Linked DNA regions of Mus musculus: region 1 is linked to region 2. The links are chromatin contacts, called in public HiChIP or PLAC-seq maps. All regions are on one chromosome and are shown on one strand. Each heading gives the region's core, a stretch centred on a gene start, on an enhancer-like site or on the middle of the called end of the contact. The rest is flanking DNA. Distances are from core to core; before and after follow the strand shown.

Region 1 (5,453 bases), core at 1,962-4,461, 860 kb before region 2:
AACATGCGTATACACACATGTATACCACACATATACAAAATGAGAAAGAAAAAGAAAGAAAATGGGGTTTTGGTCTTAGTCTCAGAAACATCCATGACATGGGCACTCTATTTCAAATTGATTGACAGGTCACTGTTAAGGGCTCTGTAAACTCCTCCCCTCCACCTAGGACTCTGTAAGAGCCTGTGGCTCTGATCTTATCATTCCTGTCCTTGGCCCAGTCACCAGGGACTTATGCAGTCCCTCCTCTCCTTCCCAGCTCTGTACCTGGCTCCCCACCCTGCTGTTTCTCCTTCTCCCCAGGAGTCTCCCTCTTTTTCCAGCCTTCCTCCAGCCAGAGCAGCCAAGGCCATGAGCACAAATTCAGTGAAATCACATGCTCTGAACAGAACTCACTCGGCCACCAAAACCACCATGCCCTGGCCGTGTCTCAGTCCTCCCCTATGACCATACATTCTGCTGTGAGAGAAATTACAACTCCAAGACGGCCAAAGGCCTGAGAAAGTCAGGCAGAGCTCCTGTTGGATAGAGCAGTGTCTGAGCTCCCTTTGGGGCAGCTAGAAGTCCTATAAGAACCAAATAAGGCAGTGACCACCATGATGCTGAGTGAGATGCCAGTCACTGAAGCTACTGACTTGTGGCCTGATCTACTTGGAAATGTCCAGAACAAGAAAAACAGAGACAGAGGGTAGAAGCACATTTGTCAGGCTGGCAGTGGGCGTGAGGGATCTTTCTGGGATGTTGGAGTGTGTCAAACCTGGATGAAGTCAATGGGCAAACAGCTTGCTAAGTTCACTAGAAATTGTTGACCCGAATGCTTAAAACAAACAGAGTCTGGGATCTATAAAAACCTACAAATCAATAAAGCTCTTTTGACTGTTTAGAAGAGAGGACACTACTTTTTAAAGGTAAACCTAGCTGAGGAAGATACTCAGAGCTGGGCCAGGTGTGGGGGAAGGGAAGAACTATGTTCCAGGCTGCACCCAGACTCAGTCAGAGGCCTCTGGGCTTCCACAAAGGATCCAAGAGGAGCGAGCTCACAGTTGACAGAAGTTGTTATGTTAGGGATGTGGTGATGGTGGGCCCAGGGTTACAGGCAGACAATGAGCTGGGATACCTGCTGGATGGATAGTATAAGGAGCCAGCTGTCCCTGAGCTGGGGAGGGAAGATAAGATAATGACATGCACAGTGGGGAGCTGAGATTCCAGGGAAAAGAATTCTGCAGACAGGAGCCTCTGGCTGGAATCAGAGACTGGGAATGGTGAGCTGAGAGCTACAAGGTGTGAGCTAGCTGCAAGCTGAGATCTAAGCTAGATGTGGGGACTAGGAGCTTTGACTAGGGAGCAAGGCACTGGAGAACTAGCCCTCTGCTGGAGGCCTGTTAGTGACTTGGCTAAGACACTTACTTAATCATTAGTCTAAAATTTAGTGACTAGTGAGATGATGCTGTTGGGAACAAGATGGCAGGTGAACTATATGGAGCCAGCATCCTCTAGGCAGTGCATATTAAAGAATCCAGAACAAATCTTCCTGATGTGGAATGAAGGTGTCACCATGCCTAAAAACCTTCACCTGCTTTCTAAAAACATATCTGCTTTCTAAAAACATAGACACCATGAGCTGTGGAAGACATATCACATTCTCTCCTTCCATGGTGCCAAGAACAATGTTCAAACAGCTGATCAGGGTGATACGTTGCATGCCAGCCTTCCTGCACTCTCTCAGCATGGATGGTCACTATGGTCCTTTCTCAGCTACTAGACAGGGACATGGGTTCAAGTGTCTTTGTTCCCCTGGTACTCAAAAACACAGGACATTTCATACATGTAAGGCCAACTGGACAGTCACCTGCCCGTGACCAAAAGCACAAGAGGGAGATGACCACCCTGTGCCCGGAGATGCAGTTCCATCTCAATGACAAATGTAATGGTCAAGAGTGCTTCTGAGCCAGGAAAATTAGGTAGACCATTCAGACGCAGGTGATGGATGGTTGCTGATGCGGGAGGCAGGGAGAGTGACATGGAGAGGAAATGACTTCTAGGAGTGCCAGATCTGGAGCAGTGGCTTCTGGGAGGTACATGAGCAAGAGAGGGAGAGAGAGTCAAACACAGAGAGAGGAAGGATGAATGGCAATAAATTGTCTTTAAGGGGGTCAGGGTGGTAGATGAAAAGCTTTTTGCTAAATGAAATAACCCATAGGAAGATACATCTATGTCATAAATGGAAGTACTAATTAAGGAAAAAGGGGCCAGCCTTGTTTCCCTATAACGGCTGCCAGGAGATGAGCCAGGGAGGTGGAGTGGAGGGGATGGGGCTTGGACTGATAGCTTTGGCTGAGCTCCTGGTGCCAAGCCTGACTGGAGGTTGAGGGGCTGCTGCTGGGAACCCTAGAGAGCCCCTCCCCCCACTCCGCAGTACTCCTCTGCCACCTCCCGGGAATAAATGTGGGTTCGATCATTGCTGCTGCGCAGCTCGGCCACAACCAGCGCTGTACCCACTCCCTTATTCACTGTTCTCCAAAAATATAACAGAAGAGCCCACTTTGCTTGGTACTGATTTGGTCACATGCCACTTTTTAAAAGGCCACATTGAATGGCCACTGCCAGTTGTATACCACATTCGGAATGATGCAGAAATGTGCTTCAACTTACTCCTGGCACCCTTTATTAACTCTTCCCAGTCCTCTAAAACCACCACCCAGCCCCTGCTCAGCCAGGGCTCCAAGGGTGCCTTGTCAGTACTGCCCAAGGCTTTCCTGGCCTGGGCTCACAGGAGTTGTGAGCTCAGAAATAGCAGGCAGCAGAAGACAGCAGGGTTGTGCCTCATGGGGCAGTGAAGGACAGCCCCACAGCTTCTCCAGGCACCGCCACCCAGTGTGTAGACACTGGGGGCCCCTGGGGCAAGCTGGCTGGCAGCTCCACTCAGCTCCTCCGGGCAGGATTCCAGGAATTGTGTCATGTCCCCAGCTAGACAGAGGATTTAGCCCGCAAGGGACGGCATGCGGGAACAATGTCCGCTCTGTTGCTGACAACTCATACCCGTGGGATTGCCTGTCTCTGCCTCCAGTGGCTTTGTTTGTCTTGAACAGAATGAAGTGAAATGGTCTTTAGAAAGTTCCAGAACAGATTACACTCCTGAGAGAGCCCTTCCGGTTACAAAGTGCGATTGCCCTTCTGGTCTTCAGTACTAGGTGACCAGGGCAGCCTTTCCCAGCATTCCCAGTAACCCAGTGCAAACAAGCAGATGCAGGACCTGTGGGAGAAATGGGCCTGTACCACAGTAAAGGTGACCAGCCAGGAACTGTCCAAAGCAGGCAGGGAACATGGAGCTTGGGCTTGCCAGATGTCAGTTCTGTGGTTGCTCATGCTATACCACACTAGGCTTCTTCTCAGAGTCCTGTGAACCCTCCTTAGTCACCTAACCCATCCTGGATGCTAAGGAACACTATGGCAGCTGGGATGACTCAATAGACCTCCCACAATAGGCATGCATGCACATGCGTGCTCGCGCACACACACACACGCACACGCACGCGCGCGCACACAGCAAGACCAGACTGTGGTCCCAGGACTGTTTACCACACAAGCTGCTCAGTAGCCACCTTCCCACACTGAATACAAGTTGCATGTATAAACTAGGCCTGGGTACCTGGCAGTCAGTGGGCACATCATGGGCCTTTTGCTCAGCGGGTTTTCAGACCTTAGACCATCTGCTCTGTCTCTCACCGGCTCCCTTCTGATCCTCCATGCTCCTTCTACAAAATGGGGTGTTTGCTGCTACACTATTCACAGCAGCTCACACAGATGTCTGATGCATGAATAGAGAAAATACAGTGTATGCCTGCAATGGAATCTTAAATAGCCATAAGGAATAAAGTCGTGACATTTGCAGGAAAATGAATGAAACTGGAGGCTGTTTTATTAAGCAAAATAAGCCAGACTCAAAAAGACAAATATTGCATGTTTGCTCTCATATGAACAACCTGGATTTAAATGTGTGGTGTGGGGGGGGGGGGGAGTAGGAAGGGCACTGTGAGAAAGGAGAAGACAGGCTATTTGGGAGGAGGAAGCAGACCAACAAAGAGGTAGACAGACAGGGAAGGGCAGTTGAGAGGAAGGTAGAGTGAGGACAGGGAAGGAGAGTGAGGGGAGGTAGAGGGGGGAAGAGGAAGGGGCAGGGATGGTCAGTGGGAGGAGGTAGAGGGGGGAGGGGAGAAGGCAGGTGGAGGAGGGAGGGAAGGTGACAAGGAAGGACAGTGGGGAGAGGTAGAGGGGGGAGGGGAGAAGGTAGGGGGAGGGGGGAGGGAGGGGAAGGGAGGGAGCAGGGAAGGAGTGAGTATTGGTGGAGGGAGAGGGAAAGGGGCAGGGAAAAACAGTGTAGGGGAGGGGCTGGGTAGGACAGTGGAGAGAGAGGGAGGGGGACATGGAGGTGACAGGGAAGAACAACTGGTAGGAGATGGAGGGGGCAGGGAAGGACAGTGGGGAAGAAGATGAACAAGAACAAAGTTTAATTGCATGTATGTACGAAAATGTCACAAGCAAACGCACTTCATGTGTTATCAAAGAGCCTTACTAAAACCTTCAGCACATGCTGAGCCTCCCTGGTGACCAGGCTGCTGTATGGTTCTGTCTCCTCCCAGCTGTACATCACCAAGGTTCTATTTGAACACCTAAGATTCTGGTCCTCTCCATAGGTGTGTTAGCCTTCAACAAAGATGCTCAGACCCACTACCAAGGTCAAGGATGTTACAAGGACTCTACAGAACACATTCAAGACCTTAATATGGTGTCTGTCATGAGGTCAACATTCAGGAAACCATTTAACACCTTTTGGTATAATTATGTCACACTGGGATTCCTCCTGCATGGGACACACCCACAGGGATGTGTTGAGTCAGGATCAGCTTGAGGCAAGGCTGCATCCTGCCTGAGTGCAGTGAGTCCCACCCATCCTGGGGATAGACTCCAGCAGAGAAGAAGTGTACTATGGTCTGTACCTGCTCCCGGCAGCGAAACCCTCACCACTCCCTCTGCCCTCCCAGCTTTGATGTTCAGGTTCTAGGTCTGCCACCCTAGAGTGCTCTTACAGTCTGTAGCATGTGCACCTACGTCAATAGGCAGTTCTGGGAAATAAAGATTTACCAGATAAAACACTGTAACAGAAAGATAGCTCAAATGGATGATGGGGCATGGGCTCTCTACTTTGGAGACCAACACTGAGGGAGACAGTCTCGGGGAATCAAGTAAGTCAAACTAAATGTTGTAAAATACAAAAGCCAGCCTAGAAAATCCCCAAGGCATTACACACGGTCAGAACCGACCCGATCCAATGATCTGTGAGATACAGAAGGCTGTGGTAGGAGGAGTGCCTCTTCCATCTCATTGCCGCTCTCTCCCCCTCCTTGGGTGAGAGATAAGGTTATGGAACCAGCTCTTGGGAGACCCTTTAGGCG
Region 2 (5,740 bases), core at 1,872-4,371:
GTGTCTGAGGCACCACCCTTGATTTCCTAGGTTTGATTTCAGAGCTTCATAAATCTGTTGTTCATCTTACATTTTCTACAAGATGCAATGGTCTTTTGTCCCAAGCCCAAGTGAAGGTGGCGGCAGCTCTGCACTGTTAAGAAGCCAAGTATTTTGCCATCATGAATGTGGGGTAGGCTCAGGCTGGGAAGGCTCTGGGGTCCTGGACCCTGTCCTCAGACTCACATGTCTTGGTATCTGCCTAGACCTGGTCCACTCAGCTGGGGTCCAGGTACTAAGATATCACCATCACTGCATCCTGACCTCATAAGTCTCCAGACCTCCTGTTTATAGGCTGGCCAGCTTCTGTTCTGCCCACACCAGGCTTACTCACCTGGCGGTGAATGAAGACTACAGAGCCCAGGAGCCTCCAGGTACCCCCCTGGCGATCGACATGCAGCATCCGCAGGATCTGAAGGAAGCGGATACCCCTAAGAAGCAAGAAGGGAGAGGTCAAGAGGGCTGTGGTGGACACAAGCATTTGCTTCCTATGTTCCTGTCTCCACCAAGCTTCCAATGGGTAGAGAAGACATGTACATGACACTTTGTACTGGAGCCATCTTGCTTCCTATAGGTGCCTGAGAACCCTCTCTCCAGGAGCCCTTTTATATGGCCTTTTTGGGGGAGACCAGAAACCCAGGGTCACCCATATGGCAACCACACAGTCAGGCTATCATCTAAGTCTTAGAAGCTAGGAAGTACTGGGGTCAAACCTTGAACTCAGGGTTGCATACTGTTTCAATATGATGAACTATGGCCACCCTTCCCCTGTGCCACTCACCATGAAAGAGACAGGTAGAGGGAGGGAGAGACTACAGCTTAGGAGGAAAGGGCTTTGTAGTGGGTCTTCTCTCACAGGAAGAAATGGAAGAGCCAACATACCTGATAGCTGATGTGGCGAACACTTGTCCTTTGGAACCCACGCAGAGGACAACCATAGAGGCTACAACCACGATGAGGTCTGTGGGAGGGGCAGGGGGTCATGACTTCTGGTAACCAGGAATCTGGGGAGGGTAGGCTACCACCCACACCTGAGGGTTATGCCACTAAAGCAAGATGGGACCCAATAACCAAGGGCACAGGAATAATCTAGGGGTCTCCATCCATGGAGATTCTCTGGGGATGACTGTAATGGGAATGTCCTTCTGGACCCATGAATGTGTGGAATGGAATGTCTGCAGGATGTGTAGGCAGGACTCACCAATGATGGAAATGGGCTTCCGGGCAAAACGTAGCCGGCCCCAGATGCCCACGTACTTGCTGCGGCAGCCTGCAGACCAGAGGCGGACCACATATTCTGTCCCAAAGAACACCACAAGGACAATCTCCTGAGAAAGAAAGCAATAAGCCTGTGTTAGAGGCTATGACCACTCAGGCTAGAGCACCTACACCAAGCTACCATGCCAGGAGCCTCTGCTGAGACACAACCGTGACTAGCAGGCTCAGGTATCCATCTGTGGTAACTCATAGTACCTATAACAACTGTCCAGAGAGGTTAACACACTGAGCCCAGGGATGCTAAGAGTAGACAGTGTCAGCTGTTATTTGCTGGGGAAGACTCCACACCAGGGTTGGGGTTTAATGATCTGGTCTGGTAACATAGTGCTGACATTTGTGTTGTCTAGCTTCATGGAATCAACAGAGCTCAAGTTCTATATCTGAAAATGAGGGTTCAAGGACATGTGTCTTTTGAGGACTGTCTCCCTTAGAGCATAGCTCACAGCTCTGCCTCACACTGGAGACACCGTACCCACCATCCATAGCCTCTATTGAGGTTTGGGTACAAAAGTCCCCCCAATCCATCCAGAGGCAGTAGAGGAATCAAGCAAGGGCACGGGCAGCAACGGATGTGAAATAACTCTCCTAGGTCAATTCACACAGACCAGACCTCTCCCAATGTATCCACATACACTCTGAAGTCAGAGTGCACTGAAAGGGAGGCTTTACAAGCTAGAGAAACCCAGGCTGTCATCCAGGTTACTTACTGCAGTGGATGGACAGATCAACACAAAGGTGGATGGATAGAAGAGGAGATGGGTGAGTGGACAAATGGATAGGCATGTGAGTGGATGGATAGATGGATGAATGGAAGAATGGATGGATAGGTAGATGGATGGATGAATGAGAAGGTGGGAGGATGGGAAAGTGGAGAGATGGACAGATGGATAGATGGACAGATGGATGGATGGATGGATGGATGGATGGATGGATGGACGGATGGATAGATGGATGGGTGTGTCGATGGTTGGTTGAGTAGATGAATAGGAAGGTAAATAAATAATTGCAGGTGACTGGTGTGAGAACCAAGTTAAAAAAAAAAAAAACAAAGTGGATCCATTAGCTCTCTCAATAAAAACAGACTCAGCCTCTGACCATGATTTATAATTCAGCTAGCAGCAATCTTGGGGCCTTCCCAGTCTGTGACAGCACTGGGTGAGAGCAACTGTACTGCTTTGTGTTCACACAGCCTTGACACAAACTGAAGGGACGGTCGCTGGCGGCCTGGCAATCACCATGAGAGAAGTCAAGGTAAGCCTGGGGCCTTGCCTTTGATTGGTGAATAGCCTCTCCTTCCCTAGCCTTCACTATCTGCCTCTTCAATGAAACACCCAAAGACCTGTCACATGCACAGTATCTGGAGGGTGAGGCATTGGCTGGCTTGCTATGGCATAGTGATGTCAGAAGGTCTGGTCTGGGATACCCATACTCTGCTGCCAGTTTCCGTTCTCTCCCAGCTCTTGCCACAGGGTCATTGTCAGGGACTGGCTGCCCTGAGTGAGAATCCCCTTCCTGCTTGTTCCACCCCTGGGCAGCTCAGGTCTGATCCTCAGTCCTGCTATGGCGTGAAAATGTGAGTAGCCGCACCACAAGTGGGTGATGGGAGGATTTGAAATAAGTATACATTCCATGCGAACTACAGCCTATGGTGGCCTCCAGGTCTCCAGCCCTGTCCCAGACCTGTTCCCCAGCTCCCAGCCAGCCTTCTTTGGTATGAGGCCCTTGGGGAAGGCCTGGGGTGAGGAGGTGAAACCACTCCCACATATGTTAGGGGACTGTGCAAAGCCACAAACCCGAGAAGCCACAAAGCATTGTGCTGCTCAGGCCTGCTTCCAGCTGGCTCCCTGCCTGGCCTCCCTCAGGAGCCTGGCCCTGGAGGGAACTTCCTCTTTGAAGGGTGACACATGCTGGCCCTGCCCCCACCTGTCGGCTGCTGGAGAGTCCACCATGAGTGAGGGCTGAATACTGCACATCATATATAAATGCTTTTAATTAAGACAAAATAGTACACCACCTGGCTTGTGTTTTGGGCATGAGCAGTGACTGATGGAAGGAGTGAGCTTGGGAGATCATAGCTCCTTCCTTGTGAGAAAAGCATTTGGCCCATGAAGTGAACTCATTGGGAATGGGGGGGGGGTGGCTATGTGTGGGAGAGCGAGAGAGTGCTGGCAATGATGGGCCCAGTTTGGCTGAGCATACCAGGGAGGAGCCATAGTCTCGTTCACTCCAGTCAGAGCTCAATATTGGCCTGTTGAATGAATGAATGATGAGTGAATGAATGAACGGGCAAATGAACAATCTCTGAGCAGCTGGCTTGCAGGGATATTGATTCATCTTTGTTTCTTGAGAATCTGGGTCTGTAGGGCTGTTGCCCAAAGTACTGTGTGTATCTTTGGCCAACATGAAAAACATACTCCCAATCCCCAGCACAGGATATGACTTCATGGGAGACAGCATGCCTGACCATGAGAAGTCCCAATATTTAGTTACAGTGCTAGCCCAGGCAGAAGGCCTCTGTTCCAATTTCATGGCCATACATCACCCAGCTGGCTGATCATCTAGTGAGTTTCTCTCATTTGCAGATGTTTGTCATTATTCAAATATCTCCTTAGCAATGGCTTCTGATGGCTACAGGTGCCCCCTGACCTAGTACTTGGAGGGAAACCCATTTTGGAATTGGCTATGTGAAACAGCAAGATCCCCTTACACAGATCTCCAATTCAGCATGTGAACACAGTGTGAAGCCTGGATTCAGCGGACTTGAGCCCCTTCATCCCCTGAAAATGTCTGGCTAGTTATGTCCAGGGCAGGCCAGGCTGAGTTAATCAGTAAGGCTCAGGGGCTTCTAGGAAAGAGACATAGGAAAACAACCCTGTCCTAGGTAGAATGTAGCCATATCTAGTGTTTAGACAGAGATAAAATGGTTTTCACCAGCTTTGCACATATACTGGACCTAGGAGGAGTAGCCCTCAGACCAAAGGTCACACTGGAACTCCAGTGAAGAATTAGCATTTAGCAGTAGTGTGAGTCTGTAGGAGACACACTGTGGGGGACAGTTTAATTCAGGTAACAACACCCTAGTCCATAGCAGGGTTAGTGGGGCGAGCTTAGCCCTTGTATAACAGACCACAGGGTTGATACCAGCTGTTGTTCCAGCATAGTCACCCCTGCTCAGTCAGGGCCAGGCCTGAAGCTCACCTGTCTTATAGACATAATCCAAATGCAACCCCAGTGTTGAATGATAGGCCTCAAATTTCTCAACAGAACACATAAATACCTGTTACCCCTCCCTCACCCCCATGCCTGCTCCTGCTGTCCACTTGAGGTCAAAGGTTATGGGCTATCACCCAAAGGGTCTCATGGCCCAGTGCACCCAAAAGCCTCCCTAGACCCCAGACACATTGCATCCTCTGGGTTCTCCATGTCCTCAGAGGCTTAGTGTGTGGGGTGTACTCTCACCCCCACCTTCCAACCCCTTGCCTATTTAGACCATCCCAGCATCCCCCAGACCTTGTAACAGCCACCTAAAAAGCTAGCATGCTCCCCCCACCAATAAAAGTACCAGCCTAATGCACCAGTATTGTCCAGCTCCCTAAAGGGCCTCCCTGAGAAATCCACATGCTGCTGCCAGAACCAAGGACTCAAGGCCAGGGGACATTGATGGAGTGTGGCCCTGAGCTCTGTCCCAGAGATATAAAAGAAAGGGCTGTCCTTGGGCCAATGAGCTTGGGCTGAGACAAAAGGCAAGAGAACACAGTGGCCCCTCCCACCATGACCATTGTTCCCTGTACTAGAGTTAGGCTAAATCCTGGCTGCAGAGGGCTTTGTGGCTGAGACTCCTGCGTCAGGGATAAACAGCGAGCACAGAGCCTGCAGCTTTTCCTGTATCCACCAAGGCAGGAACCCTGTGCCTCTTTCTATACACAGGGAGGAAAGCCCATGAGAATAGGAGAATACCTGCCCAAGGATTCATGGGAGGAATAGACTGACATGGGCACAAGGCAGAGGATCACACAGGCTCTCAGGTTTGGGAGTGGACTCTGGCAAGTGAGGCTAGTTGCCTCTTGGAGGGCTGACTACTGATACGTGGGTACATCTGGGAACATGAGGACAGAAGAGGTTTGGGGAATGGCTGTGAGTAGGGGTTGTATAGATGAGACAGGGTCTTGAGTGATCAGGGACAGAAACCAAGGTGTAAAAGGAAATGGCCTAGGATGGAGGGTGACCTAGAGGCATAAGAGCCATTTACCAGGCCAGCTGTGACACGAAGTGTCCAGGGTAAGGACAAAAGATGAGCCTGGACCATGTGCAGGTCCTGGTACCCCATCCTGGTGAACTTCTGTGCATGGCAGGAGAGCTAGCATTTATGCAGGTGAGTCTGGGATTATAGTGGGTGTGAAGAGCCCTGGGGAGATACAATAAT

Evidence for each region. HiChIP or PLAC-seq counts read pairs in DNA pulled down with a chosen protein or histone mark.
Region 1: a FOXA1 HiChIP or PLAC-seq map of pancreatic cancer cells shows a contact between it and region 2. The contact joins two enhancer-like sites. A contact is called at or near these places in 1 of 484 Hi-C or Micro-C datasets (embryonic stem cells) and 1 of 115 datasets of contacts at active chromatin or transcription factors (pancreatic cancer cells).

The regions. Positions count from the first base shown.
Region 1 is chr7:144,035,914-144,041,366 of GRCm38.p6, reverse strand. It overlaps a transcript of Shank2 not described here. Among named protein-coding and RNA genes, the nearest start is that of Mir3105, 29 kb to the right of the region's middle. Within about 2 kb of position 3,211, at least 72 of the 459 cell types and tissues checked have an H3K27ac peak or open chromatin away from gene starts, as enhancers often do. A contact at or near this core is called in pancreatic cancer cells, where this site is marked.
Region 2 is chr7:143,178,357-143,184,096 of GRCm38.p6, reverse strand. It overlaps Kcnq1 (potassium voltage-gated channel, subfamily Q, member 1), which reads right to left. Exons shown (of 16, transcript NM_008434.2): 3 at 1,241-1,367; 4 at 922-1,000; 5 at 374-470. Among named protein-coding and RNA genes, the nearest start is that of Gm28821, 41 kb to the right of the region's middle. Within about 2 kb of position 3,121, at least 62 of the 459 cell types and tissues checked have an H3K27ac peak or open chromatin away from gene starts, as enhancers often do. A contact at or near this core is called in pancreatic cancer cells, where this site is marked.